Linked DNA regions of Mus musculus: regions 2 and 3 are each linked to region 1. A link is a contact called in public Hi-C and promoter capture Hi-C data. All regions are on one chromosome and are shown on one strand. Each heading gives the region's core, a stretch centred on a gene start, on an enhancer-like site or on the middle of the called end of the contact. The rest is flanking DNA. Distances are from core to core; before and after follow the strand shown.

Region 1 (2,604 bases), core at 66-2,565:
CACAATCTCTCAAATGTATGTAACTCTAAATTGCTATAATCTTTTTATTTAAGAATATTATTAAATACAGATTGCATACTTTATCTCATTAGAAAAGAAATACTCAAAGAGAAATACCCAGCATACTCCGGAATATGTAACAACCAAAAAGAACTCAAATCCATTTACAACTCTCCATAGTCTTGTGTGACAACAAAAACAATCAAAGTGTTCTAATAATTCTAGATAAAATTTATTTGAAATCTGACTACAAAAGGCAACAAATGTAGCCACCTATAAACTAAAAGCATAAATCTGAAGAGCTCCAACTCGCTCCAAACTCAGATTAACAGGCCACATTTACTTATGTTCTAGTTGAATATTAGACTTGTTTACGGTGATGTTGCTTGGTAACAGAAGCACGGCTTTAACAACCTACTCGGTACTTTAAATCTCAGTTTAGTACTTTATACTAACAGCCTGAACATATTATGAATTCACTACATATTTAAAAAAAAATCATCAGAACAAATTTAGCCTGATCCTCAACATGTTCGAGAAGAAAGTGGTCTGATAATTAGAAGGTAAGCAAAGACTTAAAGACACTTAAATGCCCTCTAGGGCATTTTTAAAAAGCCAAGAGTCTTTTTATCATAGTCAGAAACTGGACTAAGAACTTGCCAAAGTACCAAGCCCAAAATACACTTCCCACAGTTCAGACCTTACCTCAGCAACATCCGCAAACCTCACTGCTATGACTACCTTTAAGGACAAGGAAAATGATGACAGCGTGGCTTTTCCCCCACCAATTAACCTAGAGGTGCTTTACACTAACCCCATGACTCCGCTGGCTACCGTGCCGCAGTGCACCAAAGAGCCCCGAAAGGAGTTTCACGTGCTTTAAAAAAGAAAAAGAAAAGAAAAACCTTGCATCCAGAACTCATCTCAGGGCCTGCCTTCCTAACACCGGCTAACACTGCTTCACCAGGAAACAAAACCCGGGTCCAAGGGCGGGCGCGGAGTGCCGCAGGCTTCCAAGCAGACGCCCAGCACGCCTAAAAAGAAGAGAGGTGACTTACCAAACTCACACACGGTCCCCGCTGCTCGCCCCAGCACAGCAGCCGCGCTCGCCACCGGGAGCCCCCGGCACAGCTCCAACCACCGCCACCCACTCCGCTCTGCTCTCCCAGGCATTGGGGCCGAGGGCTCGGGACGGTCCCACCGGCTGGGGTGTGGGGCCCGGAGCGGTCCAAGCGGCCGCTGCCGCCGCGGGGCTGGAGGCGAACCGAGGAGCCGGACGGTCCGCGAGGGCACCCACGCCTCGGGAAAGGTTGAGGTAGCCCGGGAAACTCGGAGGGCTGAGAGGGCGGCGGCTGCAAGGCCGGCTCCTCCTCCGCGGCCCGCCCTCCTCGGCCGACACGCCGCCCCCTCAGCCCGCCGTCCGCCACTCCCGAGCGGACCGCGCGCGTCCCGAGCCCCGGCGAGGCGCGAGGCAGGAAGTCCCGCCTCCCCGTCCTACGTCATCAGCACCGCGCGCCGCCCAAGGTCCGAGCCGTTGGTGAGAGGAGCGGGCTGACGGTTACGCGGGTAGCTGTTGCCGCTGTGGGGGAAAAAAAAAAGTGAGGATGCCACTCTGGGACGTCCCTGTGGGCCGCACCGAAGCCCGCGAGCCCGGGGAACGGCAGATGTCACCTCACGCCCGACTCCCGGTGGGCTGAGGGACTCTGTGCCCTTGTCACACTTCCTTCTCGGAGGGCTTGGACGGTGCTCTTCGCCGCCACCTCTGTTCCCGCCCGCCTTGTCATCGTGCCTGCTGGGCGGATTTTCCGGGCTCTGGCACCCAGTCAGCCTGTGAGTGCGGAGTCGCCCCCAGCTTGCCACCAGGGAAGTCAGGTCAGGACCTCCTTCCTGCCCCAGGCCCATCCTGTAGGCCCGCCTGCTCTTAGGGGTAATATAACAGGGTGGGCTCCTGGTCTCCAGGCTGCAAACTAAATTGACACTTGGTGACAGCTTTGATAATATTTGTGACCTAAAAGCTAAGGTAAATTAGGCTTTTCGCGTTTCAGGGTGGGCGATGGGAGAAACATGCATCCCGTCTATACCCATGCTTGCTGAGTGCCTCCATACTGTGGCCTTGGATCGCCACAGTGCATTATGAAGCACAGCTTATCTTCACCTCTCATGAACATGCAGGAGATGACTAGATCCGGGCTCTGGGTAGAGTGGTAACTGAGCTGTCACCATTTTTTCTAGAAATGAGGGTGCATACTATTATGGGTAGGTTATATAAAGGAGGTATGTGGGAGACACATTCACGATCAGAATAGAGAAAGCAGAAGTCCTGTGTGTGTGAGAGACATTGACAGTAACAATTTGCTGAACAGTCCTATATCAAGTGCCGCAGCATTTTTATAGATTATCTTAATCCCTAGTTCTGTAAATTCAATTAGGCGTTACGGATTCCCCAGATCCTGAAATCAAATCAAATCATTTGTAACCAGTGGAAATATCCGTTAAAAAAATAAAATAAATTAAATAAAATAGAATCACTGGAAAGTGAGGAGAAGACTGGAGAGATGACTAACAACTGAAGAAAAACTTTATTTCTCAGAGAAGAGTAAATGC
Region 2 (2,604 bases), core at 29-2,528, 50 kb before region 1:
TGACATAATTCTAACATTTTTTTAGACTGTCAAGTTCACAACAGTTACAAAATAGCATTTTAGAAAGCAGGCATGGAGAGGCTTACAAGGCCCAGAAAGTGGGTAAAGGTGCTTGCTGCCCAGCCTGGCGATCTTACTTAGACCCCAGGCCTACGTGGTAGAAGGTGAACACCATCCTCTGACTGCCGTGGTACACAGGCCTCACACAGGTCTATGCGCACACACAATAAAGGAATATAAAACAATTGAAAATCCACAATCAATGGAGATTCTTTTTTTTTCAATCAGAGACAGACAAATTCTCCACTGTCCTGGAGCCGTCAGAAGCATAGGCAAAGAGGCTTCTGACCTTACCACAAATTAAATCTCTAAACTGCCAGAAATTTCCTCAAATTGATATTCAAAGTACTCTTACCAGAGAGGAAAAAAAAGCTTTGAAACATTCCTACTCATGATAAGTAAAATGAGTGTTTCTTCACTTACAGGATAAACTTCAGGTTTATGTTTTCTATGCATGTTTACTGTATTAAAAAAGGACTTTGTTCAGCAACTAAGCCAGAGAACAATTATTTTGTTGAAATATAAAATGGTATTCTTTGTGTACAACAACAGCTGTGAAACACTAGAGAAAAATACTATTTGTTATCGTATGTTTTTCATTTCATCTGACAAATGATAAAAATTAAATACGGGCTCTTCTGAAAAATGTCCCAAATGAGCCATCTGTCTTTTGTCATCACTCATCTTACCTGGAAAATAATCGCTCTAGATGACCTTGGTCAAACTTCACACTGGGACCAGACACTATATTCACCTGCAACTTTCCCCTTACTCTGCCACTGTGCCAATATATTAAGAACTGCAAAACTACATTATCTTACTGTAAACTGGTTTAAGTCTAATGTTCAGGGACTCTAACAAGTTTAATTGTGGAAATCAACAAGGACGGACACAGACCTCATCCTCCCCACTCTCTCCCCCAAGTGACTTCCATTCTTCCAAACTCACTAACGTATTCCATGGACCAGCTGATTAGCCCATCATTACTGAGTATTTTGAGACTGACTATTAACTACAAACCATGTGCATATAATTTCCTTCCAGCTCAACCATTTCACAGCTCTCTCAAGGAGGAAAACACAAACTCCCAAATAAATAAGCACATAAAGTAGCATCTCTGCTCCATCCTAGGCCCCAGGGTCTAAGAGGCATCGGCCTGTCTGAATACAGAGAAAGTCAAGAGTCTTCCTCAGCGATCCCCCCACCAGCCCCAGGGCGGCTCTGCCAACACTGCTCCTTCTCTAATGAGCTCAGGGAAAGAACTCAGTCAAGATCGGGATGCATTGGTAGCCAGCTACCTTTTATCACTTTGGCTAGAGAGCTGTTTCAAATTATATACAATATGTCTGCTCAAATAGAATTTATAACTTTAACATTTTAAATACTAGAATAAGGAATTTATAATTTCAAAATAATTATTCTTTCTGTTTTGAGATGACTTTACTCTTGAAAACTTGGGGGATATTTTGTATATTACATTCCGTGACATTTTAAAGTCCTTTCACTCAGATGATGACTCCACTCCCAAAGAATGAATATCCCTCAGCAATGTAGAGCACAGCCACTGCTGATCAATCAAAACCTTTCCTCTTCCCATGTACACTTGGGAGTCCGCAAATGCGTCAGCACTAGATCGCAAGCATTTATTTATGTTCTAAAAACCAAAGGCTTGTCAAGAGCACTTTTAAAACTTATGCCATACTCCACTGGGATGCAATTAAAACCTTACCTCCAAGGATCTGAGTGTAGCCTGCATCTCAGCCAACTGCCTCACCTGTATTCTTTGGACATTTTCTACCTGAGCACCAGAATTTTCTTTCTCAGCCCTTAATTCTGCTACTTCAGCCTCTAAACTTTTCAATTTCTGAAGCAAATGGGTTTTTTCTCGAACAAGTTGCTCCATTCGTTTGCTGTCTCTCGTGGGATCAACACTAAGCAGCTGGTTATGTAGCTCCTCTTTGTCCTTCTCCAGTCGTGCAACCTAATAATTGGAAAGGAAGTATACAAGCTCTAAATGACTGAATTTTCAGTCATGAACATGCTTTACAAGTCAGTAAATTAAAATTAAAAATCGTACAACATGAAAGCTCAGGTGTGGAAATTAAGTAAAAAGGAAAAACCTCTAAAACGTCACGTTCCTCATTCTGTCCTCAGCATGACACAAGTCTAAGAGGAAGGACTTTGCCCTATTTTTCCCTCCCTCCCCACAGTGTCTGGCACAGGGCTTAATCAAATGCTGGCTAAAATTCAAAATTGTAAATACTACAATAAAATAATTATTTAAAACACATAAACTTCACAAGCCCATGACAGAAAATCACGCAAGGCCAATTCAATGGCCACTCTTAAATTTCGCCTCACTTGTTTGTCTTACTCTCCTTAACTCTTTGGCTATGTCTAGGCTAATAAATCATCTCTTTGTGAGGAACTAATTCACACAAAATCTGTATAAATACAAAAGCAGTCAATGAACTTTTAAAGTAATGGCCAAGTTTATTAAAGTCCTAACTAATTAAAGCCCAGGTCTTATCATGTTCATTATTC
Region 3 (2,604 bases), core at 29-2,528, 49 kb after region 1:
GGTCCCTGAATGTAGATGGTACCACTTCATGGGCCTGGGGACACAAAAAGGCCAGTGAACAGGCATCCCCTGCTTCCTCACTTGTCCAGATGTAAACAAGCTCCCAGCACCATAGCAGTCCCTCCTCCCACTATACCTTCCCAGCTTTTGTGGACTCTCTTCATAAACTGTGAGTCCTCGGAAAGCTTTCCTTATTTAAATTGCTTCTCTTCTATCTATCTATCTATCTATCTATCTATCTATCTATCTATCTATTCTGATTTATGTGTAGGTGTGTATGTCTCTCTGTGTGTTTACTATGTGTGTGCCCATGCCTGCAGAGGCCAGAAGAGATGTCATCATATTCTCTGGAGCTGGCATTACAGGCAGTGGTGGGTCCCCTGGGTCCTAGGAACCATGTCCAGGTCTTCTGGAAAAGCCACACTTGCTCTTAACTCTCAGCCATCTCTCCCACCCCTCGTGTCTTGTCAGGCATTTTGGTGCGAGCAACAAAGAGAGCAACTAATACACCACGCCAGCAGTTTTTCCAGTTGCTTCCTACTGCCTGCCCTTTCCCTGTTTCTAGCTATAATTACATATTTATTTGGTTCATAAATATAGCATTAAAAAATCATGGGCTTCTTTCCTTTTCCTATCTTGCATAATGACGATGTGTCCCCCCAAGGAACTCAAGTCTAGATCCAAATGCTGGCTAGGATAAGAAATAAGAAAATGAAAATTATTTTATTCTAAGACTTGGACTTGATGCAATTTTAGGGATGAGGAGCAGGCTGCTTCTGCTTCCCTTTCGCTTCCTGTCAGCCCCATGATTTCGGGCCTTTTTTAAAAAGCTACAAATAGGCCTGACCTATCTGACAAATTTCAAAGTCAACTTTCTTACAGTTTGCCACTTCCCAGACAGAAGTTAAACTTCACATTCTCCCTGACTCCAGACAGCAGAGCATTTCCTTATTAAACCTTTTAACAAGGTTTCCAACCAAGATCTAGTGCTGCTGCAGGGAGGGATGGAATTGGAAGATTCTGGAATGGGAGACGTATTCTCCCCCCAAACCCCCCTCCACGGGTCATTTCTACCTTGCTTAATGTACTAGAAGTCATTCGGAAGTCATTTGAACCTGAAACAATGTCTGCAAAATAAGTCTGTGTTTAGTATTTCACTGAGTTTTTTTTTGGGGGGGGCGGGGTAAAACCCCTTCCCTTTCCTCCCCTGTGGTCAACATCACACTTCCGGTGTACAGTCTGCAATGTCTGCTCTCTCAGCTTCTCTTGCAGCCCAGCATGACGGATTACCAATGGCAAGGAAAGGGCTCTAAGAAGCCTGATGGGCTTACTCATTGCTTTTCTTACTGTTGTGGCAGAAGACTCTCTCTCTCTCTCTCTCTCTCTCTCTCTCTCTCTCTCTCTCTCTCTCTCTCTCTCTCTTTTGGGGGGTTGGGTTTTTTTGAGACAGGGTTTCTCAGTATAGCCCTGGCTGTCCTTGGAACTCACTATGTAGACCAGGCTGGCCTCGAACTCAGAAATCTGCCTGCCTCTGCCTCCCAAGTGATGGGATTAAAGGTGTGCGCCACCACCGCCCAGCTGTGGCAGAAGATTCTTAAGGAACAGTTTGAGGGTACAGATTATCAAGAAAGGATGGCGTGGTGGCGGGAGCTCAAGGCAGCTGGATATGCTGTATCCACAGTGAAAAAGCCGAGAGAGGTAATGGTTGCTTTTAAGTTTGCTCTTTTTCCCCCAGGTTTCATTCAGTCTGGGATCCAAGCCCAAGGGATGGTATTACACACATTCAGGGTAGGTTTTCCCTCCTCAGTTAAACTTCTCTGGAAGTATCCACCCAGGCACACCCAGAGGTATATATTCCAGGTAATTCTAAACCCAGTCAAGTTGACACTGAAGAGTGATCACTTGTGTTGGTTTGAATAGGGATGGTCCTCAGAGACTCATGTGTGTGAATGCTTGGACCACAAGAAATGTCACTATTAGGAGACGTGGCCTCGTTGGAGTGGGTGTGGCTTCGTTGGAGGAAGTGCATCACTGCGGAGGCAGGGCTTTGAGGTTTTATAAGCTCAAGTCTGGCCAGTGTGTCCCCCTGCTGCCCGTGGACCAAAATGTAGAACTCTCAGCTCCTTCTCCAGCACTGTCTGCCTGCACACTGCCATGCTTCCTGCCCTGATGATAGTGGACTGAACCTCTGAATCTACAAACCAGCCACAGTTAAATATTTTCCTCTATAAGAGTGGCTGTGGTCATTATAGCAATGAGACACCAGCTAAGACATCACTCACTGTAAGGGGGCTCTGGAGAAAGTTCCTTTCTGTATCAAAAGAGGCCTCCCTTCCTGCTTGCTGGACATGTGCCTGCTTGTGATAGTCCTGGGAATATTGTCTTCATCCCCAAATAAGGTACCTTTCCCTGGCAAGCCTGTCCCTGGGCCCATCCTTTGAAATCCATCATTTGCGGGGCTTTACTGTGTGATGTTGTGAAGGATATATATTTTGAAAGATTATATAGCTGGACTCTGTCCCCCTTCCTGGCTCATATGTCCTATGATCCTTGTAATCATGGTTGCTGAAACATGTCTTCTATATGTTGGTTAAATGCCTGGTA

What was found. Promoter capture Hi-C pulls out the DNA fragments that hold promoters and counts their contacts. A called contact is a pair of places that touch in the nucleus more often than the background predicts.
Region 2: a Hi-C map of olfactory sensory neurons shows a contact between it and region 1, with 1.6 times the contacts expected there. The contact joins the enhancer-like site here to the promoter of Cep83 in region 1. A contact is called at or near these places in 1 of 39 promoter capture datasets (macrophages), 1 of 15 datasets of contacts at CTCF or cohesin (CD8 T cells), 3 of 484 Hi-C or Micro-C datasets (granulocyte-monocyte progenitors, nephron progenitors and olfactory sensory neurons), 4 of 115 datasets of contacts at active chromatin or transcription factors (CD8 T cells, the SCID.adh cell line, embryonic stem cells and 1 more) and 4 of 9 other capture datasets (adipose tissue, liver, macrophages and 1 more).
Region 3: a promoter capture Hi-C map of macrophages shows a contact between it and region 1, with 12 read pairs. The contact joins the enhancer-like site here to the promoter of Cep83 in region 1. A contact is called at or near these places in 10 of 39 promoter capture datasets (the 3T3-L1 cell line, 3T3-L1-derived adipocytes, the HPC-7 cell line and 7 more), 5 of 484 Hi-C or Micro-C datasets (bone marrow-derived macrophages, cortical neurons, macrophages and 1 more) and 5 of 115 datasets of contacts at active chromatin or transcription factors (CD8 T cells, the HPC-7 cell line, the SCID.adh cell line and 2 more).

What each region holds. Positions count from the first base shown.
Region 1 is chr10:94,687,501-94,690,104 of GRCm38.p6, reverse strand. Cep83 (centrosomal protein 83) reads right to left here and starts at 1,315. Exons shown (of 16, transcript NM_029852.2): 1 at 1,059-1,315. It overlaps Cep83os (centrosomal protein 83, opposite strand), which reads left to right and starts at 1,492. Exons shown (of 3, transcript NR_015524.1): 1 at 1,492-1,872.
Region 2 is chr10:94,737,210-94,739,813 of GRCm38.p6, reverse strand. It overlaps Cep83 (centrosomal protein 83), which reads right to left. Exons shown (of 16, transcript NM_029852.2): 6 at 1,790-2,041. Among named protein-coding and RNA genes, the nearest start is that of Cep83, 50 kb to the right of the region's middle. Within about 2 kb of position 1,278, at least 4 of the 459 cell types and tissues checked have an H3K27ac peak or open chromatin away from gene starts, as enhancers often do. A contact at or near this core is called in olfactory sensory neurons, where this site is marked.
Region 3 is chr10:94,638,900-94,641,503 of GRCm38.p6, reverse strand. No RefSeq gene overlaps it. Among named protein-coding and RNA genes, the nearest start is that of Gm32898, 16 kb to the right of the region's middle. Within about 2 kb of position 1,278, at least 29 of the 459 cell types and tissues checked have an H3K27ac peak or open chromatin away from gene starts, as enhancers often do. A contact at or near this core is called in CD8 T cells, the HPC-7 cell line, bone marrow-derived macrophages and 2 more, where this site is marked.